Linked DNA regions of Drosophila melanogaster: region 1 is linked to region 2. Evidence: chromatin contacts called from public Hi-C data. All regions are on one chromosome and are shown on one strand. The core of a region is the stretch at or near the end of the contact, and the rest is flanking DNA. Distances in the headings are between cores, read along the strand shown.

Region 1 (7,156 bases), core at 1,575-4,074, 950 kb after region 2:
CTGTGGATGGAGGAAGAATATGGTAGTCACTAGGCTAGAGGCATCCAAGAGATACCAACTTGTAACGCCAAATACTTTGGTCATGAAATATTTGATGAAATATCTATCAGTACTTCTCAGATACACAGTACATATTTTCAAGCTCTACAGATACAAGATACAATTTAAATGAAAGAGAGATTTTGAAGCTTACAGATACAAGATACATTAAGTTTTAGGAACTTTTATCGAGCCAAAACCAATGAATGCTTTATCTGGAAACTGGAAAACCTAAATACGATCGCAAAGTGCCACTTTGTATACTTTTCCTTGTCGTTTTCGAAGTGATACTCCAAGAAACCCGAATCCTAAGCACCTATTTCAATGGAACCCTGCTATGCACAAGGTCTATAAGTGCCCCAAATCTCACCTCGTCTGCTGCTCGTTGTGGCTCCACCGGCGCCAGCCGATCCATCGAACAGCTGGGTGCTGGAACGCGGCGGACCATTTCCCGACTGGCCGGGCTCCACGGCAGCGTCGGGTGACCAGGAGGCCAGCGTAATGAAGCCGCACTCGCCGCGCGGCGATGTCAGTGGCAGGCGCAGCCGGCTGGTGTCCTGAATGACGCCCAGGGCCACCTCGGCATGGCCCAGCGGCACGGCGGTGAGCGTCATCCGTTCGCGGACATCGAAGACGCTGAAACGCAGCCGTGTGCTGGCCGACAATCCGGCGCTGCGCTGAAAGCGCATCGTGCACAGGAACTGGGGTGTACGTGTGCGCTCCTGCAGCTCGGTGCGCGCGTGCTCCCGCCACACGCAATCCTCTCCAGCTGTCGGCAGCAGCGAGCACACCACCTGCGGATTGGGCGGTCGCCCCAGCGTGTCCAGGGGCAGGGTATCACAGGAGAGCGCCGTCTCGCAAATGGGCAGCTCCGAGAGATCGAGTTCTGTAAGTAAGAGCAGACCAGGTCAGATTGCAGGCGGGGGAATGCAATGGTTACAGAACGGCAGGTGGCACAGCTAAAGCAGGAGGGGATTGAATAACAAACAACTGGTTAATTTCGTTTAAATTCATTAGCAAAACAAAGTTTATTCCAAGAATAAATTCATAATCACATGGAACGCAATGCAACACCAGCTCCCGATGGGATTACACATAAGTTTACAACATATAAATTCGAAAATGGAGTAATGGAAATCATGGGTTTAGTGCGTTCAATCGATTTCGATTGGATGCAACCGATGCAACAAACGAAAAATGAAATATTAGTTCGATAGCCGAATGTTTGCGATTGAAACGTCTTTGGTTGGACGCGTTGGAATCGAATGAACTCAAACCGGATGTGGTTGCATGGAAGTGAGCGAGAGGTATGTGGTGCAGTGGGTGGAACAGTGACATGGCCAAATATTTGGTTAACAAAACTAAAAAAACAACAACGACCGCCGCGCGTTTTCCGATTGTTTGCGTTTCATTTTGGATTTTCTTATTTGGTTTTTTGGGTTAGAACTGTATAAGATCACCTTCAAACGGCGCCACCACCTCCGTGGGCACGGGCACGGACAACTCCTCCGCCGGCTGGCCGTGCAGCTGTAGCTGCTCCTGCATTTGCTGCTCCAGCGGCATGCCGAGGTCAATGTGATTGCCCATGGAGGATGACGCCCCGCTGCTGGGCTGGCGGCTCTGGCTAACAATCTGTTCCTTTAGCTGGCGTATGAGCGCGTTTAGCTTCTCGCTGGATGCGTGCTCGATGCACTGCACCCAGGCCAGGCGTTCGGCCGACGAACGTGTAATGAAACGTTCCGATGGGCTGTCCTTGAAGTCTGCAACACATAGGCATTTAGTAGTAGTAATCATAGCATAGCATCATTGTGCATTGTTGCCTACCTAAATCGAATACGTAGCCCTCGGAATCACGCTCCTCATTCTGAATGCGCGCACGACAGTTCTCCAGCACCAGGAGGCCGGCCACCGCTGACTTGGGGTCCTTATCCTTGAGGTAGAACAGTAAATTTCCACGCAGTTTACACCAACGTTCAACTCTGACTGTGGGCGGTAGAATTAGGTGCATAAGCCAAGTGCCTGGACAGGATTGGATGTTGTGTGTGGGTGGGTGGGTGGTTGGTTTTGTTCGGTTGTGTGTGTGTTTGCTAATGCATGTGCATGGATGCGAGTGATCAGATGGTAGTGGTGCAATCAATACCTTCGCTAGAGCGCCACAGGAAGCCCTCCTGGCGATCGGTGATGATGAGCAGGCCCTCCTTGTCGAATCGCGTTGCTGGATTGCTGGCCAGGGAGTTCAGTTCCGGCTTGTTAAAGCGCATGGCTGCTTATCGCTGGATCTAATGGATATACACAAATGCCACACAATTGGTGGCCGGACCACTCGTTTAGCAACTCCATAGATGGACGGGCACGCCCGCAAAGCGTCGAATGCTCGGGCCACATCAATAATTCACGGCAATTACACGATGTGTACGTGCTGCTAGGGGGCGTGGCCGGTGGAGGAGGCGGCTCCCTAACTGGGTACACACACACACACACACATACATACCTTCTGCTCCTCCCCCTCTCCTCCTTCTCCACCTTTATTTTTTTTGGTCCTGCGACCTCGTTACTTTGTTGTTATTGTTGTTGTTGCTGCTGCTGCTGCACAGCTGGCTGCCAAACGCCCCGCACTCCGCTGGCACTCACAATCGGGCTACTCCTGGCCAGGAGCTGGGTCATCCGTCGCTCCGAGTGAATCCCCTTGCCCACGATTGCAATTAATACAAGCAACTAATTGAATTTAACAGCTAATTTTGATAAGCGCACTGCGCTACTGTTTCTGATTGGAAAATAAGTTGGAGATGACAGCTGGAGGTGGCAAAATCGGTCGTGAGTATCGAATGGAAGTTCTTGATTTCCAATGTTACGATGAAATGCAAATTTAGTAATGCAACCTATATAATATTTCATTTAAATATATATATATTTATTTATTTCATATTTGATGGCATCTTTATAACAAAAATTATTCTAATTGGAAAATTAGCGCTGAGCAATGCAAGAGTGTGGTCACACTGTTGGCAGAATTTACCGATAGTATCGATGTATACTTATAATCAAAATAAGAAATTGTAATTCTTGCTTAAAATGTTAATGCAAGCAAATGAAATTAATAAATATCCATATAGATTAAAACAAACCAATTTTCATCAATAAACAAGTGCATTTATACGCAACTTTTGTATTATAATTCTCTAATTCTTAGCATTAGTTCAAGTGATTAAAAAATCGCCCAGCTTAATATCAAATGTTTCATATTCATAACAGCATATATATATATAACATTTTACTATAAATGAAGAGGGAGAATGTCACATACAAATATGTGGGATCTAAAAGTACACTTAGCATTGTACTAGGCATAATTAGTGTAGCTACAAGGACTGGATTGTCCCATTTCCGGTTTCAATTACGCCATTTCCGTTTCCGGTTCAGTGACGTCGACTGCTCTTGATGTCCACTTTAAATTGTCGCGACCATTCCGCCAGCAAATCGAACTGAGTAACAAATGGAATTAGCTAAGGAATAGAAGGTGCAATTCCATCGAACATCTACTCACATCCCGATCCATGATGTTGTCACAGAAACTCAAGTCCAGCAACTGCAGCTTGGGACAGTTGACCAGAATGCTGAAATCGAATCGAATTGAATGCTTAATGATCTTAAAGTGATTAAAAAGGAAGAGAGACGTACTCATAAACACGCTCATGCGTTATGTTCAGAATGCCCATGAGGTCAAGCTGCTCCAGATTCTTGCCCAGCGCGGCAATATGCATGAGATCGCGTTCGGTGGTGCCGCGCACCGCCGACAAGAAGAGCTTCTTTAGCTTGGGACAGTTGGACAGCAGCTGGAACAGGCCATCTCCGAGCGATGCCTCCCTCATGCTAAAAGAACAGAACATGTTTAACTTAAGGATTATGCAATTCCATCGCGCATGACACCTACCACCAGCCCAGATCCAGTTCCTCCAGCTGATGGAGACGCGCCAGCGATTGCAATCCTCTGGACGACAGAAAGTGCGCCTTCCACAAATCCAGCGAGATCAGCTGCGTATTGTACGTGGCCAAATGGGCGGCCACATTGTCCATGTTCACCGAGACACCACAAAATGCTTGAGCAATGGGCATCAAATGCAATTGGTTAAACGCAACAAAACTGAAGCTATCTAGAAGCTCACCCAGATTCAGATGCTTTAGCTTGCGATTGCCCTCGAGCATGCTGAGCAGCAGTTCCGTTTCGAAGTACGTTTGAAAGAGATCGAGACGCTCCAGATTCTTGAGATTGGCCAGACAGGAGAAGTTCAACAGCGGCGGTTCAGTGGCACAGTTGCGCAGGCTCAACTCTGCGACGAAATATTAAGTTAAACCTTCGATAAGGATGCGAGAAAAACCCACCTATCAGATTATCACAGACAATGCCCACATTCTCAATGCAGCTGGCATTGAGAAACTTGCAGGAGTTCAGACGCAGGTGGGTTAGATTATCGCCGCGTTGGGTCAGGAATCTGAAACGAGTGTTCGAATTTTAGTTCTAGTAGCTCAGTATGATTTGCTAGCATGTAACCACTTCTTGAACTCGGTGGGCGAGACATTGCCAAAGCCGCCGCACCAGGACAAATCCAACTTGCGCAACATGGTGGCCCGACGCGCCAACGTGCACAACAGCTCCGAGCTGGCCACATCCCAGTAGGGCTTCAGGCTGATCTCGGCATAGAGCAGCGGATGCCTGGAGATGTCGTAGAAGGTGCGCGACACGTGACCCACGCGGAACAGCGACTTCAGGTCCAGGTAGCTGAGTATGCGCAATAGGATCTCGAATGGCAGATCCGTTAGACAGATTTGTGGCGCCGCCGCCTCGCCATCCACACAATTGTCCGCCAGAAACTGACTAAGATCGTTGTTGATGAACTCGTGCAGCTTGGTGGCACCGTCTTCGCCGCAATTCGGCTGGAACTTAAGGGTGCGCAGCTTGTGGCTAATTGATCCGCCACTGCCGTCGCCGGACGTTGAGCCAATAGCATCCGGTGGCGGCGACACTAGCGTCCGGCTGTGCTGCGTAATTTGCTGCTTGGCCAGTAGGTTTTGCGTTTTGGTGACCGTTCGACCGCACAGCATAATGGCATCGATTTCCGTATAGTAATTGAGTCGGCTGTGATTGAAATCGATGCGCAGCGTTCTGCCAAGAAGAGAGTGCGTGCTATATATTCCAGTGTTATGATACCACCATTGTCCACTACTTACTTCGTTAGCATCGTGGTCTTCTTCAGTGACGGCGCAAAGCGACGCGAGTCCAGTGGCGGCGGTCGGGAGAGATCGCTTTCCGTTGCCTCCCACAGGCAGGTCCAGTTTTTGGTCAGGCCGTACGCCCAAATGCGTACAACGGCGCCCGGATTGAAGGTCTCAAAGATGGCCACTTCGGTGGGCACTACAAACTCCTCGAAATAAACAACTGCAAATCGATAATAAATGTTATGATGATGAAATTCTATAGCAATCACAACCTTGCGCAAATTGAGCTAGATATTCTGATGCAAGTGCAAGGGTATGTGATATCCGGCTATCTTGAGCTAGTCATCTTACCAACATAGTCATGTGTTTCCAACTTCGGCAGATTCTGGGGCTGAATCTCACGCGTGGCGGACGGTGCCCGTTGCCACCAGTCGCCGTAGGTGCGCTGCGGGCGAGAGTTGAATGGGTACCGTGTACGGATGCTTCTGCATGGACTCACCATGGGAAAGGTCTCCGGATAATCGCCATAGGCGGGAAATTTCGTTGGCCTGCCAATCACATTGGCCGCCGTATACGAGATGCTGTAATCGATGCCATACTGTGAACTGAAATCGAGCACGCCCAGCACATATTGCTCGAGATAGTAGCCCTGATCGGATTGCGTCGTCTGCATTTTGCTGTCGCAACCGAACCAACCGCCGTAATCGCCGTTCTGCCTTTGCCGCTGCAGCATGGCCGTAAAATCGACCAGTACGTCCGGCTCCGCCTCCGCCGCCGGGCTGTCCGTTTCGCTGGACTCTGCTGGTTCGCCGTAGGCCAGCAGGGACATGGCCAGCGCCAGCTGCCGTGGGCGCTGGCCGTAGGTCAGCCTCAGTGTATCGACCGCCGCCTGCAGGCTGCGCCCCAGTCCCAGTTCCCCAACCGCGTACCAGGGCACGCGTTGGGCATAACCGATGGGCCAGAGTCGCGGGAGCCACTTGTTTCTCCGGTTCCTCGGCTCGTCCTCGCCTGGCTGCTGCCGCTGCCGCTGCTGTCCAAGGATTGCCGCTGCTGTGTCCGGGCAAATTGTGCTCCTCGAGATGATCCGGATATTGAGCTTGGCTGCGCCGTCGACGTGGATCGCCTAGCTATGGTCACGTTGCTGGGCCAGACCTTAATGGCTCTGGCTAGCGATGTTCTCCTAGTTCTTCTGCGCAACTAATCCAATTAATGGCCACTTGCGGAGTCCTCTTTGGTTTGCAGCTTTATTCGCGCCTCGCCTTGTTGCTCTGTTCGCTGTCCGCCGACCTCTGACCTCTGCTGCTTTGTGCTGTGTGTCGCGCTTGGGTGGCAATTCTCTCGAGGATTCGCGGTTATTCAGCAAATTTCTGTGCCAAAACAAAAACAAAAAACTTTTGGCTTGCTTGGTTTAAATGACAAAAACAATACTGCTATCGATAACGAGAAAATCTATCGAAAAATAGACCGTGAATACAGAAGTATATTTTCGAAAATACCAAAACACACCAAGCGAAATTGCTATAAGAACAAAGGAAAGGTATGTATATATATGCAGGATAAATATTAACAATGCCTATATTTTAGCTTGTAAGCAGCTGATTTAAATTTTTGTTTTTAGACATTATAATAATCAACAATATTCAGTAGGCGGAATACAATCAAACAAAAATATGCAAAAATATTCACTAGCACAAATAAATCATATCTGCATAGAATATGCAGTTCTTCAATAATTATTCAATCATATTTATATGGCGTAGAAATAGTACCTTGCATGACGGCTCCACGTGTCGTGCAGTGTCCGCCATGCGCTGACGTGCAGAGGGCCCCAAATTGAACGGCGTGCAACAGCTGAATTCGATTCCCGCGATTCCAATCCATGTTGCGACTGCCGACGATTTTA
Region 2 (7,736 bases), core at 114-2,613:
AGGGCCTGCAGCGAATCTTTCCCCGCGTACAAATCTTCTCCGAGGAGGACAAGGAGCACTGCAAGCAGGCACACGGCTATGATCTAGATCCAACGGTCCTCCACGAGACCGCACAGATACCGGATGTGACCGTAAATGCCCAGGATGTCACTGTTTGGGTAGATCCGTTGGATGCCACCAAGGAGTTCACCGGTGAGGATGGCTTCTTTAGTTATTAATATTATACAATGGCATGTTCTGGAGCTAAATTTCATTTTTCAATCCACAGAGGAGCTATACGAGTACGTGACCACCATGGTGTGCGTGGCAGTGGCCGGAAGGCCCATCATTGGCGTGATCCACAGCCCGTTCAATGGACAAACCGCGTGGGCGTGGGTGGGCAACTCGATGTCTGAGTACCTATCCAATCTGCATCCGCAGCATTCGCCAAACAATCAGGCGCCCATCATTACAGTCTCGCGATCCCACACGGCAGGTGCCAAGGATCTGGCGAGGGGCATCTTTGGCGAGAATGTCAGCCTGCTGACGGCGGCGGGAGCTGGCTACAAGGTGCTCCAGGTGGTGGCCAACAATGCCACCGCCTATTTGCACACGTCGAAGATCAAGAAGTGGGACATTTGCGCCGGCGATGCTATTCTGCACGCATTGGGCGGCACAATGACCACGCTGAACGATCAGTTGATTAACTACGGACCAGAGGAATCGCCAGTCAATACGGAGGGCCTGCTGGCCACCTTGGAGCAGCATGACGAGTACATGGACAAGCTGTCCAAATATCGCGAGGCGCACAATGGCAAGCTGGCGTAGGGTCTGGTCAGCTCCCCTACATTCTAACCCTTCCCGAGGAAATCCCCTCGCCCACATCGTTTAGGCAGCATTCAAAAATAGCTTTAAGTTAAAAGAAGGAAACCTGTTTTTCGTAATCTCAATGTTTGTTTGTGCGTGTGCTTCTTTTTTTTTGCATAATTACGTTGGTTGTGCGGCGGCGCGGCGGGGTCATGAACCCGGACCAAACCAAACCGCCCAGTTGGCTCAAAATAAACTTATTTTAAACTGAACACATGCCCTTCCTAATGACATTAAATGGGTCTAGACTTTACGCCTAAAACGTGTACTTTATATACCCACTAGCTATATACCCACTATAATAGCTAAAAATTGAAAGAATATTACCCTTTTTGTTAGCAATAAGAATTTTTTTTACTTTTTCAATTTGAATTTTTAAATAGTCGAGTTCTACTCCATAATTAGCCGGGTACTTAACCACACCAGCTACCAAGCATAACTATCGATATATCCCACGAGTGCAGTATAATGCACAATTTTTATAGCTTGCGTATTTTTTTTTACAACCGGGCGGTATTATCTATCGATAGTTCGACGGTCACATTTAGCGTACCACTTTTTTGTATAAACTAAAAAAAAAAGCGCAGTGTATTATTGTTGTTGCTTATAATGCGTTTGCTTAAATCGAAAATTGTTAATTAAATGTGCGCTTCCTGCGCCCGGCATGTAATCACTCGCATCGATCCAAATGGGCGGCCAAACGAAAGAGGGGCGTGGAGATCGCCCCCCTTCTCCTTTTCATTCTCCACCTTCATCGTCCAGCAATCCACCGCTGCCCCTCCCCCTTCTCGGATTACTGCTGCTCTTGTTGTTGTTCTTCCCAAATCTGATGCCGACAGCGACGGCGACGTCGACCGCAGCAGAGGGGGGCCAGGCGGTGCAAGTGCAAACGCATCAAGATACGGAGCTCCCCCAAAATCCCGAAACGGGCATTGCGACGGGACAAGGAACAGCGTCATCGTGCCCACGAAAATGCAGCTGCCGGAGCACAGCGGAAAACATACACAGCCTTAAGATTCGCTGCGATGAGCAGCAGATAACCAACTGGCGGGAGTTGGACTTTGGAGAGGATGTGACCAGTATTGTCAGCATGTAAGTGATTCGATAGTTGCCCCCTGTGGTTCCTCTAAAATGCAAATAACTCACTTATATTTATAGCAATGCCAGCAAGAATTCAATTGCACTGATAACCGCCGAGGATTTTCGAAACTTTACGGAACTCAAGCGTCTGGATTTGTCGTTCAATCTGCTCACCGAACTGGACAAAGACACCTTCGGGGATAGTCTGGCGCATTTGGAGAAGCTGAAGCTGGCCGGCAATGCCATTAGCCACATCTATGAGGGCACCTTTGACCAAATGCCCAAGCTTAAGTTGCTGTAAGTTGGATATCCATTCTAATCCTGGCAAAAACAGTGATATCATCTTCTTACAGCGACCTGTCTGGAAATCCCTTGGCCTGCGATTGCGGATTAATTTGGTTGATCGCCTGGTCGAGCAGTCGTGAAGTGCGTCTACAGCCGCCACCAAAATGCGAATCGCCGGGCAACTTTCGTGGTATGCCGCTAAAGAAACTGCGCGTGGGAAAGGATTTCCATTGTGAGACGCTGCTGCAACCGTTGCTCGAGCTAATTCCCAGCCAGAATCAGGTGGCCTTTGAGGGCGATGAGCTGCAGCTCAAGTGCCACGCCCCACGCGTTGCCATTGGTGTGCCCAGGGAGAGCGAGGATCTGCCGACAAAGGCCTATGTGTTCTGGGGTTGGTCCGAGAAGATACGAGCCAAAAACTCCACGGAGGATATTATTTATCAGGATCCCACCAAAGTCTTCGGCGATGTGAATCTAGAGACTCGCCATTCCACGGACTCGGGCATACTGCAATCGATACTGCGCATTGCCAGCCTAACCCAGAATCACACAGGCATGTGGGATTGTACGCTGCGCAGCCAGCAGGCGAATCTATCGCAGGCCATCGTTCTGCATGTGGTAGCCAAGGGGACGCTGTACTGTGAAGCTCGCGTGGTGCACACGAACAAGGGCACCTACCACTGGCCCAGGACGATGCGAGGCGAGACTGTGCTGCAGGAGTGCGTGGAGGAGCCCAGCGATGCCACACAAGCCCGCCGAGCTTCGCATGAGTGCGGACCATCGGGTGAGTGGCTAAATTTGGATACGGAAAGTTGTGTGTACGTCAGCGAGACGACACGCATACTGGAGCAGTTCGCCAAGGTGAATCTTACGCTGACTAAGGGTCAGAATGCGCTGGAGATTGCACGACGTTTGCACAACTTTACGCAAGCGCAGACGCAGCTGAATCGCATACGAGATCCCATGGATTTGGAGTACATTGCACGCACGTTGGTCAAGTACTTGGATCAACTGGAGCAGCCGCAGCAACAGCAAGAGATAAGTCACCTGCTGATGGACATAGTTTCGCAATTGCTTAACCTGCCCGCTCATCTCTTTCGAGCCGCACAATCCGAGCAGGGAACTGGGCAGCGGCTGCTCCACGTGGTGGAATCCTCGGCCATGCGCCTGGCCTTGGCCAGCACACAGGCGGAACCGTTGCCCGCAGAGATGATACCCTGGCGAGGATCGCTTGCCCAGCAGCGTAACCTATTCGTCGAGTTCTTTAACATCAGTTTGGATGCCTTCGTTAGCCTGTCATGCGTTTGGTTGGAGCAAAGTCCTCGAGGCTTCCAATGCAACAGTGCCAACGATACGATACCCATGTACGAGCATGGCGATATCGATGCCGCAATCCAGCTGCCATACAGCGTGATTGGCAATAGCTCAACCACTTTGCCGGCTACAACGACAATCCGAAGTCTCCGCTTGATGATCTCGCTACACAGGAATGGCAAATTGTTGCCAAATCTGCGAGGAAGCCACAATGAATCCCTGTCTTCTGCCATCATAGGAATACTGGCGTACAGCAGCGATGGTGAGGCGCTGCAGTTTCGGGCCGATAACGAGCTAGATCCGGAAGAGGATGTGTACCAGCAAAGGGTTACAGTGATGCTGAGAGCTCATCCGTATCACAATCCACTGAGTGCGCCTCAACCCGCCTGGTGGGATGCGGATGAGCAGCGCTGGGAGACGAGCGTTTGCCAACAGCACTACCAGCATCGCACTCTGGTCATGTTCAGTTGCAGTCGCACCGGATACTATGGCCTGCTGCAGCGCAGCCAGTATTTGAATGATTTCCGTAGCGAGGAGTCGGGCGCACGTTTCCGACATCCACCGGCTGCTGTGTACGCCGGTTGCGGTCTACTCTTCGCCTGCTGCGCCTTCAATGCGGTGACCTTTGCTGTTTTCGGCCGAGCAGTGCGAATCAACAGAGTGCAGCGGCATGCTCTGGTCAACACCTGGTTGGCCCTGGGTGCACTGGCGCTGGCCTTCTCGTTGGGCATCTATCAAACGGCCAGTCAGCCGCAGTGCCGTCTATTGGGATTGCTGATGCACTATCTCGGACTGTGCGTACTACTGTGGGTTTGTGTCAGCCTGAGTAGCATGTACAAGCGATTGACCAAGACGACAACATCCGGTCAGGGACAATGTCCGGGTCAGGATATGGAACCGCAGCGGGAGCGAGAGCGAAAACCCATTCTCGGCATCTATCTGGTGGGCTGGGGCATTGCGCTGCTCATCTGCGGCATTAGCAGTGCTGTTAATCTGGCGGAGTACGCAACCTATGACTATTGTTTCCTGCACAGTTCCACCACACTGAATGCACTACTTGTGCCAGCCGTCATTCTTGTCATTTTCTGCGGCATTTTGGCATTGTGCATCTATTACCAGCTGAGTCAGCAGGCGGTGAATGTGTTGCAACTGCAAATGCAACATCAGCAGAATCGTCAGTATTCGGACAACAATACGCAGGCAACGGAGCACATCGATCTGGATTGGCTGGATGCGAATGGTAGTGCCACCACAGCGGCGATTGGAGGCGGCTCTGGCAATCATGGTGGTCGCAAGGAGCAGGATCACATGCAGGAGCAGTACAGCACGCTGAGCAATCCATTGAGCAGCATTGTAGACGATTTCGAACGCTCGAACTTATCGCATTTGCGTGGTCACTTCATTTTTCTGGTTCTGTATGCCGGCGCCTGGTTGTCCGCCGCTGCCTACGTGAATGGTGGTCAGGAGCTCTATGTGCTATCATTCGCCGGCTGCTGTTCTGTTTTGGGCATTTTCCTGCTAATCTTCTACAACCTGAGCAGAAACGATGCGCGCCAAGCTTGGTCGCAGGGCAGAGATGGACGCAGCATACCCGCCAAACTGGTGACCTACAACAATGGCAGCCAGGCGAGGGGTGCACACCCATCGAGTATGATGCCTGGACCAGGAACGGCAATGATTAGCAACTCCATTGTGGCCTATAAGGCGAATCCGGGACCCGGCAGCTTGTACGAGGCCAACAATTCGGCGGGCTCGCGTTCGAATAGCCAGTGTTCGAGAAGCATGCGCAGCCAGACTAGGAGTCAAACGAGGAGTCAGCAGGAGCAGCTGCTTCAGGCCAACGGAGCAGGTGGCGTTACTATAATCAACAATACCAGCGGTCAGCCAGGAGCAGGCGGTGGTCCAGCGGCTGGCGGAGTTTCTGGCTCAACCGGTGGAGCACCGGTGCCACCGCACAGTCTGAACGCTCTGCTCCATGGCTCCAGTCACGATCTCATACCTTCGGCGGAGATCTTCTACAATCCCAACCAGATTAACGTGGCCCGAAAGTTCTTCAAGAAGCAGAAGCGCCTGGCCAAGCGGAACAACTTCGAGCTGCAGCGCCAGACAATGCCGCAGATGCAGCTCCAGATGCAAATGCAAATGCAGCTCCACAGCCAGCACAGCCTGAGCGATGCCAGTTCGGAGCAGCTGTACAGTAGGCACCACAATGCGATGACAATGCTGGCCGGCGGCAGCAAGATAAATAACACCAATCTGCACTACAAGAATCAGGGCTCACCGATGGCTGGAGCTCCCAAGGAACACGGCAACATGGGTGCTATGAGTTCCGGCGGAGATTCCATGCAGTTTAAGCGCTTTGTGCCTGCCAGCGCCTCGTCGGCGTCGAAGATCATGCAGGCCAATATTTACACCAACATACCGGAGACATTGACACCACAGCATGAGGTGATCAAACTGAGAGCCAATGGACGCACTAGAACACCTTCCCTGCTGGATGAAACGCTGCACGAGCTGGACGACGACGAAGAGGATGAGGAGGAGGAGGAGCATGGTCAGACGCCGGCGACGATGGAGGAACCGGAGCATGAACTGGAGGAGGAAGACGCCAGTTCACTTGACGAACATGCTCCATTGTATGCCAATACTCTGCCACCAGCTAGCGGGATGAGCAGCCTGTTTCGAAATCGAGGATCATCCCATCAACCCATGAGTTCCACGCCCGTCAAACAGCCCAGCTTGGAGGCCATGAATAGTTTGGGCTTGCCGGAAGTCAGCCTTGAAGAGCCGCTGCTGCAGAAGCATGAGATATACGTGTCCAACTCGCTGCAGGTTACCACCAGTAATAGCATTCAGTTGGACGATGACTTTCCCAGTGTCCTTATCCGCTTCAGTCAGCAGCAGCAGTCCAAGTCGCTGAATAATATCAGTGAGATGCTGGCTGGTGGTGGCGGCGGTGGTGGGAACGCGCCCGGATTGGATAGCCTTGGTGACCAGCAAGAGTCCAGCCAGTTGTCCGTCAACGAGGGCAGCACCCTGGAGGAGCAGCAGTTGCGCCAGATTTACTCCTGCTCCAGCAGCAATCTCAGTCAGCTGAAGGGGCATCATCCGACGGCTACGGTGGATACGGAGGACGATGGTCGCCTGCTTTCCGGCAGTCCGACGAACGAGAGCGATCTGAACTACCAAAACTCGGAGATAAGCATCCGAAGCCATGGACTGTATGCTCCCCAGGCGGACAACGATCTAAATCTAACACTAACCGATGATTTCCGCTGCTATCAATCCTCGAATGCCAGCGATGCAGATGTGGATGTGCTGAACGAGTTCGACGATGAGTTCGTGGCCGCCACGGGTGGCGAGAGGGTGGTAGGTGATGCCGAGCAGGATCCCCATCACGATCATGACCAGGACACCTCCATTGACGAGCTGTACGAGGCCATCAAATGCCGCAGTCCGTTGAGAAACAAGCAGGAGGCCGTCGAGCGCTTCGAAAGAGAAAGAGAGCGCGATCGCGAGAAGGAGATGGAGATGGAAGCGAAGCCACTGAGCAATTCCCACAACGAAAATCTCAACGAGACGATAGAGGATGACAGCAGCCAGAGCAGCGTGATCTCGTACATCGATCCCAGGGCGGCCAACGAGCCACGCCCCTTTCCCAGCTAGCTCGGCTCACTCAGCCCAACCCTAGTTAGTTGTATATAGATTATAGATATATATATATATAGATATACACAAGATGTATAACCTTACCATCCCGCAACAACCCCGCTTGGCCGGCAATCCAAAAGATTAAACGTGCCAGTCCCAAAGTATTTTAGTACCAAGATGTGTACCCAACCCACTGACCCTCGCCAATATGCATATGTATGTATATATATATATATATGTATATATATGGGCAGTGGGCTTATATCTTAAGTTTCGCCCACTTAAAACCTAGCCAGCTAACTGAACTTGTAATTATAGTAAGGACTCCCTATTTATTATGACTAGTATTACTCCACAAAAGATCAACAAATCTCACACTCACCGGAGAAAACTTCATCCAACCAGATGGTCAATCGATCATTTATATCCACAATGTCATAGAAATCACCACACAAATCTCCACCCAAAAGTCCTACACTCATTTGATAAGTTTTAAATACTGATAAAGCAAAATGCATTTAAATGTAGGCTAAGTTTATATTTAGTTATAAATAAATGAA

Evidence for each region. A called contact is a pair of places that touch in the nucleus more often than the background predicts.
Region 1: a Hi-C map of the Kc167 cell line shows a contact between it and region 2, with 6 times the contacts expected there. The contact joins the promoter of CG42271 here to the promoter of Remo in region 2. A contact is called at or near these places in 18 of 107 Hi-C or Micro-C datasets (the Kc167 cell line, the ML-DmBG3-c2 cell line, the Sg4 cell line and 7 more).

Annotation. Positions count from the first base shown.
Region 1 is chrX:14,231,242-14,238,397 of dm6, forward strand. It overlaps CG42271, which reads right to left and starts at 2,825. Exons shown (of 9, transcript NM_206711.3): 1 at 2,531-2,825; 2 at 2,180-2,318; 3 at 1,864-2,022; 4 at 1,500-1,799; 5 at 410-925. The coding sequence starts at 2,300. Fbxl4 (F box and leucine-rich-repeat gene 4) reads right to left here and starts at 6,682. Exons shown (of 10, transcript NM_132723.3): 1 at 5,753-6,682; 2 at 5,605-5,698; 3 at 5,266-5,473; 4 at 4,592-5,200; 5 at 4,420-4,529; 6 at 4,203-4,367; 7 at 3,971-4,136; 8 at 3,718-3,909; 9 at 3,584-3,653; 10 at 3,172-3,521. The coding sequence starts at 6,082. The coding sequence ends at 3,456. It overlaps Dus2 (Dihydrouridine synthase 2), which reads left to right and starts at 6,747. Exons shown (of 3, transcript NM_001298308.1): 1 at 6,747-7,156. The coding sequence starts at 7,133.
Region 2 is chrX:13,286,688-13,294,423 of dm6, forward strand. Remo (Remoulade) reads left to right here and starts at 1,364. Exons shown (of 3, transcript NM_132642.3): 1 at 1,364-1,938; 2 at 2,005-2,223; 3 at 2,280-7,736. The coding sequence starts at 1,676. The coding sequence ends at 7,191. CG15743 reads left to right here. Exons shown (of 2, transcript NM_001298268.1): 1 at 1-192; 2 at 269-1,054. The coding sequence ends at 807.